Linked DNA regions of Mus musculus: region 1 is linked to region 2. Evidence: chromatin contacts called from public Hi-C data. All regions are on one chromosome and are shown on one strand. The core of a region is the stretch at or near the end of the contact, and the rest is flanking DNA. Distances in the headings are between cores, read along the strand shown. Region 1 overlaps Zmiz1 (zinc finger, MIZ-type containing 1). Region 2 has its middle 7.0 kb from the start of Gm41112.

What was found. A called contact is a pair of places that touch in the nucleus more often than the background predicts.
Region 1: a contact with region 2 is called in a Hi-C map of cerebral cortex, with 4 times the contacts expected there. The contact joins two enhancer-like sites. A contact is called at or near these places in 2 of 15 datasets of contacts at CTCF or cohesin (large pre-B cells and pro-B cells), 16 of 484 Hi-C or Micro-C datasets (B cells, CD4 T cells, the HPC-7 cell line and 9 more), 2 of 115 datasets of contacts at active chromatin or transcription factors (embryonic basal ganglia and large pre-B cells) and 1 of 9 other capture datasets (embryonic stem cells).

The regions. Positions count from the first base shown.
Region 1 is chr14:25,564,814-25,569,279 of GRCm38.p6, reverse strand. All of the region lies in intron 3 of Zmiz1 (zinc finger, MIZ-type containing 1), which reads right to left. Among named protein-coding and RNA genes, the nearest start is that of 4931406H21Rik, 20 kb to the left of the region's middle. Within about 2 kb of position 3,204, at least 22 of the 459 cell types and tissues checked have an H3K27ac peak or open chromatin away from gene starts, as enhancers often do. A contact at or near this core is called in cerebral cortex, where this site is marked.
Region 2 is chr14:25,041,555-25,045,832 of GRCm38.p6, reverse strand. No RefSeq gene overlaps it. Among named protein-coding and RNA genes, the nearest start is that of Gm41112, 7.0 kb to the left of the region's middle. Within about 2 kb of position 1,517, at least 27 of the 459 cell types and tissues checked have an H3K27ac peak or open chromatin away from gene starts, as enhancers often do. A contact at or near this core is called in cerebral cortex, where this site is marked.

The DNA of each region.
Region 1 (4,466 bases), core at 1,955-4,454, 520 kb before region 2:
CAACATTTAATTGGGGCTGGCTTACAGGTTCAGAGGTTCAGTCCATTACCATCAAGGTGGGAGCATGGCAGCATCTAGGCAGGTATGGTGCAAGAGGAGCTGAGAGTTCCAAGTCTTCATCCAAAGGCTGCTAGTTGCAAGACTGACTTCCAGGCCACTAGGGTGAGGATCTTATGCCCACACCCACAGTGACACACCTACTCCAACCAGGTCACACCTATTCCAACAAGGCCATACCTCTAAATAGTGCCACTCCCTGGTCCAAGAATATACAAACCATCACAATTCCATAAGATCTGGCTGTAGGGGGCTGGAGAGATGGCTCATTAAAAGCACTGACTGCTCTTCCAGAGGACCCAGGTTCAATTTCCAGCACCCACACAGCAGCTCATAACTGTCTAACTTCAAGATCTGACACCCCCACACAGACATACACGGAGGCAAAACATCAATGCACACAGAAGAAAAATACATTGAAAAGAAAAAGATTGGATTATAGATAGAAGATCCTGTGGCTATTATTTTCTTAGTTGGTGATTGTGGGTAGTGTCACCCCTGGGCAGGTGGTCCTGGGTTCTATAAGAAAGCAAGTTGAGCAAGCCATAAGAGCAACCCAGTAAGTAAGCAGCCCCCTTCACTGTGTCTGTGTCAGCCCTCTCCCACCCCTGTTTGATTTTCTACCTTGGCTTCCCTCAATGGGCTGTGACTCAGTGTATGGAAGCTAAATAAACTCTTCCCTCCCCAAGTTGCTTTTGGTCATGATGTTTTATCACAGCAATAGTAACCTGACTAAGACCATTGGTCCAGCCATCCCCACATCCCTACACCCATCCCCACATTGTGTTTCCATCTGCTCCATCTTGTGCTTCTGCTTGCCCGGGAATCCCAAGATCCCCAGTGCTGGGGCCAGCAGTATGCTCGTGAACTGACTCTTGGCGTGTGTTCATAATCGCAGCATTTGGATGGTTGAAGCAGGACAATCAGAGTCTGACAGAGACTGCAATATTCCCACATTGTAGGTGAGGAAACTGTGACTCTGTTTACAGTTGATCCTGTAAGAGCCAGAGCAGAATCCTGGGTTCCCTGTTCCAACCTATGAGACAGGTTCTGGGGAGTGCCTAGGGGGTCCCTGCTGGAGGCTATGAGGGGTGCAGCACACCCTGGCACCTTCCGGGGTGCCTCATGCAGAGGCTGTCTCCTCCTCTCTGCATACTTGCAGAGAGCCTCAGCTAGCACTCCAGTGACACAGAGATAAACCACAGGGAAGGCAGAGATAAGGGGTAGAAGTGGACCCATGGAACACCATCGGACAGGTTATCTTGGTTCTTGGCCTGTGAATGATCATCTCACTCTAAACATGGGCAAATAATGGCAGCCAGGATTCCTGTAAAGTGTATGTTTTCTAGGGCTGGAGAAGTGGCTCAATGGTTAGGAACATTTGCTATTCTTGCAGAGGACCTGAGTTTGGTTCTTAGCAACATGTGATGGCTCACAACTATCTGTAACTCCAGTTTTATGAGATCTGACGCGCTTTTCTGGCTCCTCAGGTATCTGGTGTGCATGTGAGATATATATATATATATTCAGCCAAACACACATACATATACGGTGTGTGTGTGTGTGTGTGTGTGTGTGTGTGTGGCTGACTTCTAAAGCTGGCTAGGACAAGGGTAGTGAGCCAAAGAAGCCCAGAAAGTCAAATCCAGGTCATCCGAGTGACTGGCTGGGGACCCAGAAAGGAAGCACAAAGAAACCCCAGGCCTGAAATACCAGCACCCAGCTCAGAGCCTGTAACCAACCAGGAAAAGACCTCCATGGGCATACCAGCCAGCAGGGGGCACTCTAGACAAACCACAGCATCCTGAGGGCCAGATGCTGACTCCAGACTCTCAAGTCCTCTGAACACCTCTACCTTCTCCATCATTTTAAAAGCTCGAAGGTGTCCTGCACTCTAAAATACAGGAGGGCCTTGTGCAGTCGTCCCTGGCTTCAAAGCTTCAGTTTCTCCATGGATAGGAGACAAGAGTCACTGGTGGCTCCACCAAGTTCTGCCTCCAAGGAGGATCTTCCAGGAAGGCCATGCCATTTAGGACCAGGAACTCAGAGAGGTCTTGACACATGCTTGCACATATCGATATCTTCGGTAGCCTAAGGATGCTCTGCCCACCCACGGAAGCTTCTAGCAAGTATGAGGAGCTTGCACATCCCTGGTCAGCAACCTTTCAGCCCCAAGGCTGCTTTTCCCTTATGAACGCTGTCAAGACCCCAGGCCTCACTTCAGGAGGCAAATAGCAAAGAGACAGACAGTACCACTCTAGATCAGGCTAACCTCCACAGGGTCTCTGGATTCAAAGGTCTTCAGGATACCTGTGGGCAAAGTTGTTCCCAACTTGACAGTCCATTTGATTTTGTTTTGGGGAACCCAAAACCCATAATGATTTTGTCCTAGATGACATGGTCTATATCTGTCCAGGTCTGGGCTCCATCTTATGGAATCAAGGTGTGACCTGGCTGGGCTTCCAACACTTGTGAGACTCATAGGACATCAGAGAGGTAACTGTCAGGAGACATTACAGACAACAGGAACAACAGAGGGAGTCCCTGCCCTCCTCCCCAAATACAATCTCATTGTAGTTCAGACTGGTTTCAAATTCATGGGGAATCCTCCTGCCTCAGTGCTGGTATTACAGTTATCTAGCTATTATATATTTTCATTTATAAAATAAAAGCTGAAGAAAGAGGCCCACACAGCACACTCCTTTACATTTATTTTTTCCAGATGGGGTCTTTGTATGTAGCCCAGGCTGGCCTTGAATCCATGAAGCTCTTGTTTGAGCTTCTTGAAACATTATACTTAGTTGAGGTGTCACTTTGAAACTGCTTGTATCAATAGTAGAGAATGGGGGCCAATAACACAGGAATGAACAGAGATGGCAGGCCTGAATTCCACACTGCAAGGTGCAAGGACTTGAAAGCTAAGGGTCTAGGGCCTGAGGAGAGGTTAGCACCAGGCAGGAAAAGGGGGTGGGGCATGGAAGGGACAGCCTGGCTTCTGTACACACTGTTTTCACTGGCTGCCCAGTTCCGAGGCAAAGCCTTTGAGAGATGAAGTGCAAGGCTGCCAGCGGGGCTAAGCTAGAAACCTCTGCCTTTCTAGCCATTAGCATGCTGCTCTTTCCATGTCCCCCCAAGACCGGTGGCCACAGTCTCCTGCGTACTCCTATCTCAAGCCATGGCTGGGTCCCAAATGAAGCCCTTGTTCCATCCCATTGGTCCAAAGCCAGTGGTTTGCAAGGCCACCCAGAACCCCATCACAGCACCCTGTTGTCAGGAAGCGGCAAGCCGTTGGCGGCCAGCAGAGGTCGCCCCACTGCCACAGAAGCACCACTCAGCTGTGTTTGCCTCCAGGTGCCTTTAGACAAAACCATCAGTGGAAGCAGCTCTAGCACCCAGGCAGGACCTGGCTCTCTACCAACCAAGAACCTGGTACCAACCTGGTAGCCTTTTCCAGTCTGCTGCCCTCTGATTAAGTGTGGACTCAATCAGGAAACTTTTCTGTGGTCCTGCCATCCCTGTCCTTGTGTCTTTCTAGTTAGCCTGGGGGGGTCTACAGTGGGTGGGTACCTGCTCTGCTACCCTCCCACTGTGTGAACAGGGCAAGAAGCTGGGCCTCAGTTTGTATATCTGTAAAATGAAGGCCTGGGCTAGCCATCCTCTGGCAGCCTGCCAAACGCCAGAATCCAAGGGCTCCAGCTGCCTGGAAACTCCACCTCAGTAGGAGCAGCACATTCAACTTTAAAATCCAAAGGTTCTGCCCAAGCGGTGGAGCCCGTAGCCTGGAAAACTCCCGGAAAGCCTCTTCCACCACTCCACCAACCCCCTGCCAGATGGCCCAACGCCCCAGGCACTGCCTCTCTTGAAGCTATGCCTGACCAGAGACCATTACATGTATGGAAGTTTTTAGCTGGTGACATGGTAGTCAGGCTGAGTCTTCCCGATTTCCAGGGGTGGTCGTGCTGGGAGAAGTTTCTGTTGACAGTATCATCTCCTGGCAACGCTCAGGTCAAGCTGGCCCCGTGCACTTAAAGCCTCCTGGAGAATGAACTGCAGAGAGCTGAAGGGGGACTAAGAAGCCAACCTCTTCAGCTACACCAGTGGAAAACAGTGGACAGAAGCCTCAAACAGGCGAGAACTCATCTGGCTGTCTTACATATAGGGTCTTTCCCTGGACACAGGGGTAGAGAATTTTTACTGTACAGTGGGCACTCGGAGCACCCCAGTGTGGGAAGAGCACCTCACAACCATCTTACAAATACTGTGTTTTCTTTTCCCACTTCTCAGGCCTAGCGAGTAAACCCGAGCGTCTCCAGGTAAAGGTGTTTTCACACGGCACACACATCTACGTACCCCTCTGCACTCTCCATAGCTGGTATGTGCACACATGGGCTGTTGGCCCAGATGCACTG
Region 2 (4,278 bases), core at 268-2,767:
AACACACACAGACACACAGATACACACACACACACACACACACACACACACACACTATTTACACCATGCCTCCCTTAGAATCTGCAGCAGGGTATGCAACCTCAGAGACCACATCCCATGTGCACTAACAATCCTCGCTGTGACTTTGCATGCCCTCTGGTTCTCCTCATGTTTCCCACCTTCCATTTCTCTCACAGAGCATACCTGGCAGCTGGATCCTCCACCAGTCTCCTCCACCCTCCTGACTAGCTGGTTCTGTGAGCCTCTGGGGCTCCCTGCACTGTCTTCCATACACTTATTCATCGCTCCATCGGTTGGTAGTAGGTGTAGACAGATCTATACTCCTCATTAGGTTGGCTTTTCTTTACGGCTTGGACTGGACTGTATTTGTCCTGGTTAGAGGGCCTGGCATGGTATCTGGCATAGAGAAACCTTCAGCTGTGTGGAACGAGGACATCAGTCAAGTGCTGGGTCCACATCTGTGCCTGGTATGTGTAAGGTAGAATTTTGCCCCGTGTTCAGTGTTTAGATAGCCCTGCCTCTGGCTATCTTGGCTGGCCTGATAAGGGCAGGGAAGATGGCTTCAGTCTTGGGACCCCATGTAACAGCAGAAATTCCGCTCATCTCGTGATATGTCCTTTTGGGGTGAGTCTACTCAACGTGTAAGACATTTTGAGGCAACAGACGCCTGCTCGGCTAGTATGTGATGTGTGTGAGCACAGCTGGTGTTCCTCAGCTGCTTAGCTTCCATTCCTCCTGGTCCCTGTGCTCAGGAATGTGGGGCAGAGCTCCCTCTGGGCTCCAAAAAATGCCTCAGGCTGGATTCTGTGAAATTCTAACCCTTCCTCTGGCCCCTCTCCCTCAGCACCGCCACCTTCATCGTAAAATAATTTATACAAGTGGAAAGAAAAAAAAAAAAACTCCAAGGCAGAAATACCATATGTAGAACAACATTGTGAAGTCTTCTTAATGTCCCCAAAGCTGCATGAGGCCATTTGCAAGATGCATTAGCCAGATAAGTATTAACAGAAGGGCCTATGGCAAAGCTGTTACCCAAACTACCACCTTTTATTAAGCCCCCAGGAAAACTTAAACCAGTCCATTACACTCATGTCTGTGATGGGCCTATTTTTTTCCAGCCAAGGCAAGCTGAAATATTCCTGAAAAGGGACATGGATTAAGTATAGGTACAAGCAGACACCAGGGGTTTCATGTCTAAGCTTGGGTAGAGGGAAGCTTCAAGCTTCATGGTCAGCTGATGGTCAAAGAGCTGATGAGTTTCTCCAGAGTTTCCAGGTCGGGAGAAAGGTAGCTAGGCACATTGGTCTGCCACGCAATGCTCCATGCCCCACCCTGGTTCATGCCCCATGTTACTTCACAGCCCACACTGCAGCACACCCTTCATTGCTTTAAGTTTCACTCGGCGTCATGCTCCACGTGGCTTCATGGTCCACACGGCGTCTTGCCACACAGTGCTGAACGCCCCTCATCACTTTGTGCCATACGGTGCTTCACGCAACTCAGGGCGTCATGTCCCACACTGACTGCTTCATGACTCATGCTGCTTCCCACCCCACACAGCTGCATGTCACACACCATTTCGTGTGAGATGCCGCCTTACAAATCTGCTGTTTCTCTCGTCCATCTCCCTTCAGGAACCAGGGCTCTAAGAGATGCAAGGACCCATTTTCCCCTGCTTCTCATTTACTGTGTGACCTTGGCCAGTTATCTGGGGTCTCTGGGTTTTACACTTGTCATTTCTGCAAAGGAGAGTGTGCCAAATGACCTCTAGATGACCTTTCAGAAGAGGCAACTTCATCATACTGTATGAGGCTCTAGAAGGGACCAACTGTTTGCTTTTTTAACTTATTTATAGGTTGGCAGTCTTCAATCACTTCTGTAACTCTTGTGAGGATCAGACTTTTTGTCTGTAAGATGGAGAAACTATCTCCTGAATCGGAGTGAGTATGAATTAAAACTTCATATGGAATTCACTGAAAACAGCTCTCAGAGCATGGAGGGTGTTCAATACACATTGAAGTCTTGGTTATCACCGCTTAGATTCTATTTTAAGTAGCCTCCTCCAAAATGGACCCCAGTTCTCCTTCCCCCCCTAGTATTCAGCCACTGTACAATGCTCTCCCTTGAGCGTATGCTGGACCCAGCAACTTGTTTCTAACAAACCAAATACAGAACTATATAGGAGTACCATACTAAAGATCATGTTATTAAAAAGTGTATATGGTCCATCTTAGGCACACTCATTGCTCATGATGAAAGAAACCTTCTACAGCGAGGTCTGTGCAGCCACAGAGAAGGACTTTCAGGGCAACAGTTAGAGAGGAACTGAGCCCTTTGTCCAACAAGCTCCTCAATAGGCCCTTGCAAAAACCTCCATGCATGGGAGAGGAGAGGGGAGGACCTGCCTCAGTCAGGCCATCAGATGCACCACAGCCTCGTTCCTGACTTTGTGCATCCAGAGATCCCATGAGACGATGCACACTTGTTGTTCTGATCTCTGTGCTTGGAGTCATTTGTTACGCAGCTCATTTCTTTCCTCATGATGTACAAAGACTAAATGGGTACTTGGTGAGCTAAGAGGTTATTGCACATGTGAGATGGTCTCAGCCTGACCTTCATGGGTGTCCTTGCTAGAAGGATGACAAGGACATTAGTGGTCTCACTTTTTTAAGGTTCTGGCTACTCAGCCCTTCCCAGATAGAGAAAGCAGAGGCAAGTGCCTTTGTCTGCGTTGTCAATTGCTCTGTTCCCAGACCATCCCCTAGTGTCTGCATGAGGGATGTACTCAGATGGAGAAAGTGGTGAAGGCTGACCTGGAGGGACCAGAGGCAACTGGCAAGAACCTGCTATGTAGATCAGAAAGCTGTCCCACTGGAGTTGGGCAGGTGGCATGCTCAGCTCCTGGGCCACTCCAGCTTCCTGGCTCTGGCTCTCACTCCGGCTTCAGGGAATGAAAGAGGCAGGGTCTGTGACTTCTCTGAGTTCCCAGATTCTGGTCAAATTTCAGGAAACTTCAGAAGAATAGGGTCTGAGGTCTGCTTCAAACACAGCAGGAAAGAGAACTTACAGACTGTTGTTGTTTTTTTCTTTTTTAAGTTTGTATTTTGGTTTTATTTTTGTAACACTGAAGAAGCCCTGAAGTTGCACGATCCTCTACTTTAAAAGGAGTTGTGGGAAGGTGGGGGAGCAGGGTGAGGAATCTTACAAAGCTGAAACCTTCTGGTGCTTGTTAAAAACAACAGAACAGCCATCTCCCCTCCCCTCAGGGCTGGCTGGCTTGACCCTCCGCTCTCCAGAATCTCTGGTTTTATTTTATAATCTGACTCGGCTGCAAACTCTGCAGCTATGCAGCTGACTTTTTACAGCCACGGCTGGGGAATGACTTCATCTTGGTGAATTTATGGGTCACGGCAGAGGATGGAGCAGAGGAACCTGGAGGGGGGGGGGAGTTTGCAGCCTATCCTGCCCCACCTTGGGTGATGATTTTCCCAGTCATGGCCTTGCAGAGCCAGCTCTTGCCCTGCTGTGGTGTTACGAGTTGGGGTGTCGCGCCAGAATCCCCTGACGATGTCTGACATGGTTGTGAACTCTCAGTAGAGCACAGGAGCTGGAAAGTGAGCCTTAGGGGTGGCCCAGCACATTCCAAAACCAAGAAAAGAGTCCAGGGCACCTGAGAGGCGTTTCTACTCTCAGGCATGGGGTTGGTTGGGCTTGGGGACATATGTTGCTCCAGAGACAGTGTGTTGGCAATGTTTGCCCCTAGGCTGACAGGGACTGGACTGGCACCAATCTCTCAGCTGCCATCTTTCCCCCTCCTGCCTTCTTAAAACACGGCTCCCGGAGCAAGTGCTGCCCTTCCTGCCTCTAGCTTCTCCCCAGATGTTTCCTGAGTTCTATCGCTCCTTGGCTAGCACAGCAACTCCCAGAAGTCTTGACAACCTGCCACTCAGGGTCATGGAGTCTGCTTTGATGATGGCCTGAAGATAGGTGGTCTAGGTATATATGCTAACCTTGAGAACTACCACGCCTAGAATCTGTTCACCTTCCTGCTACTCTCTGTCTGCCCTCTGCCCCAAATACATGACACAGAGTTAACACTTAGAGACACTTTGAACCAGGAGATATTTCTGAAATTCATGGGATAAACTACCCTCGGCCACAGTACCCCACTCCATGCTCGTGTGCATACATGTGTGTGTGTGTGTGTGTGTGTGTGTGTGTGTGTGTGAGAGAGAGAGAGAGAGAGAGAGAGAGAGA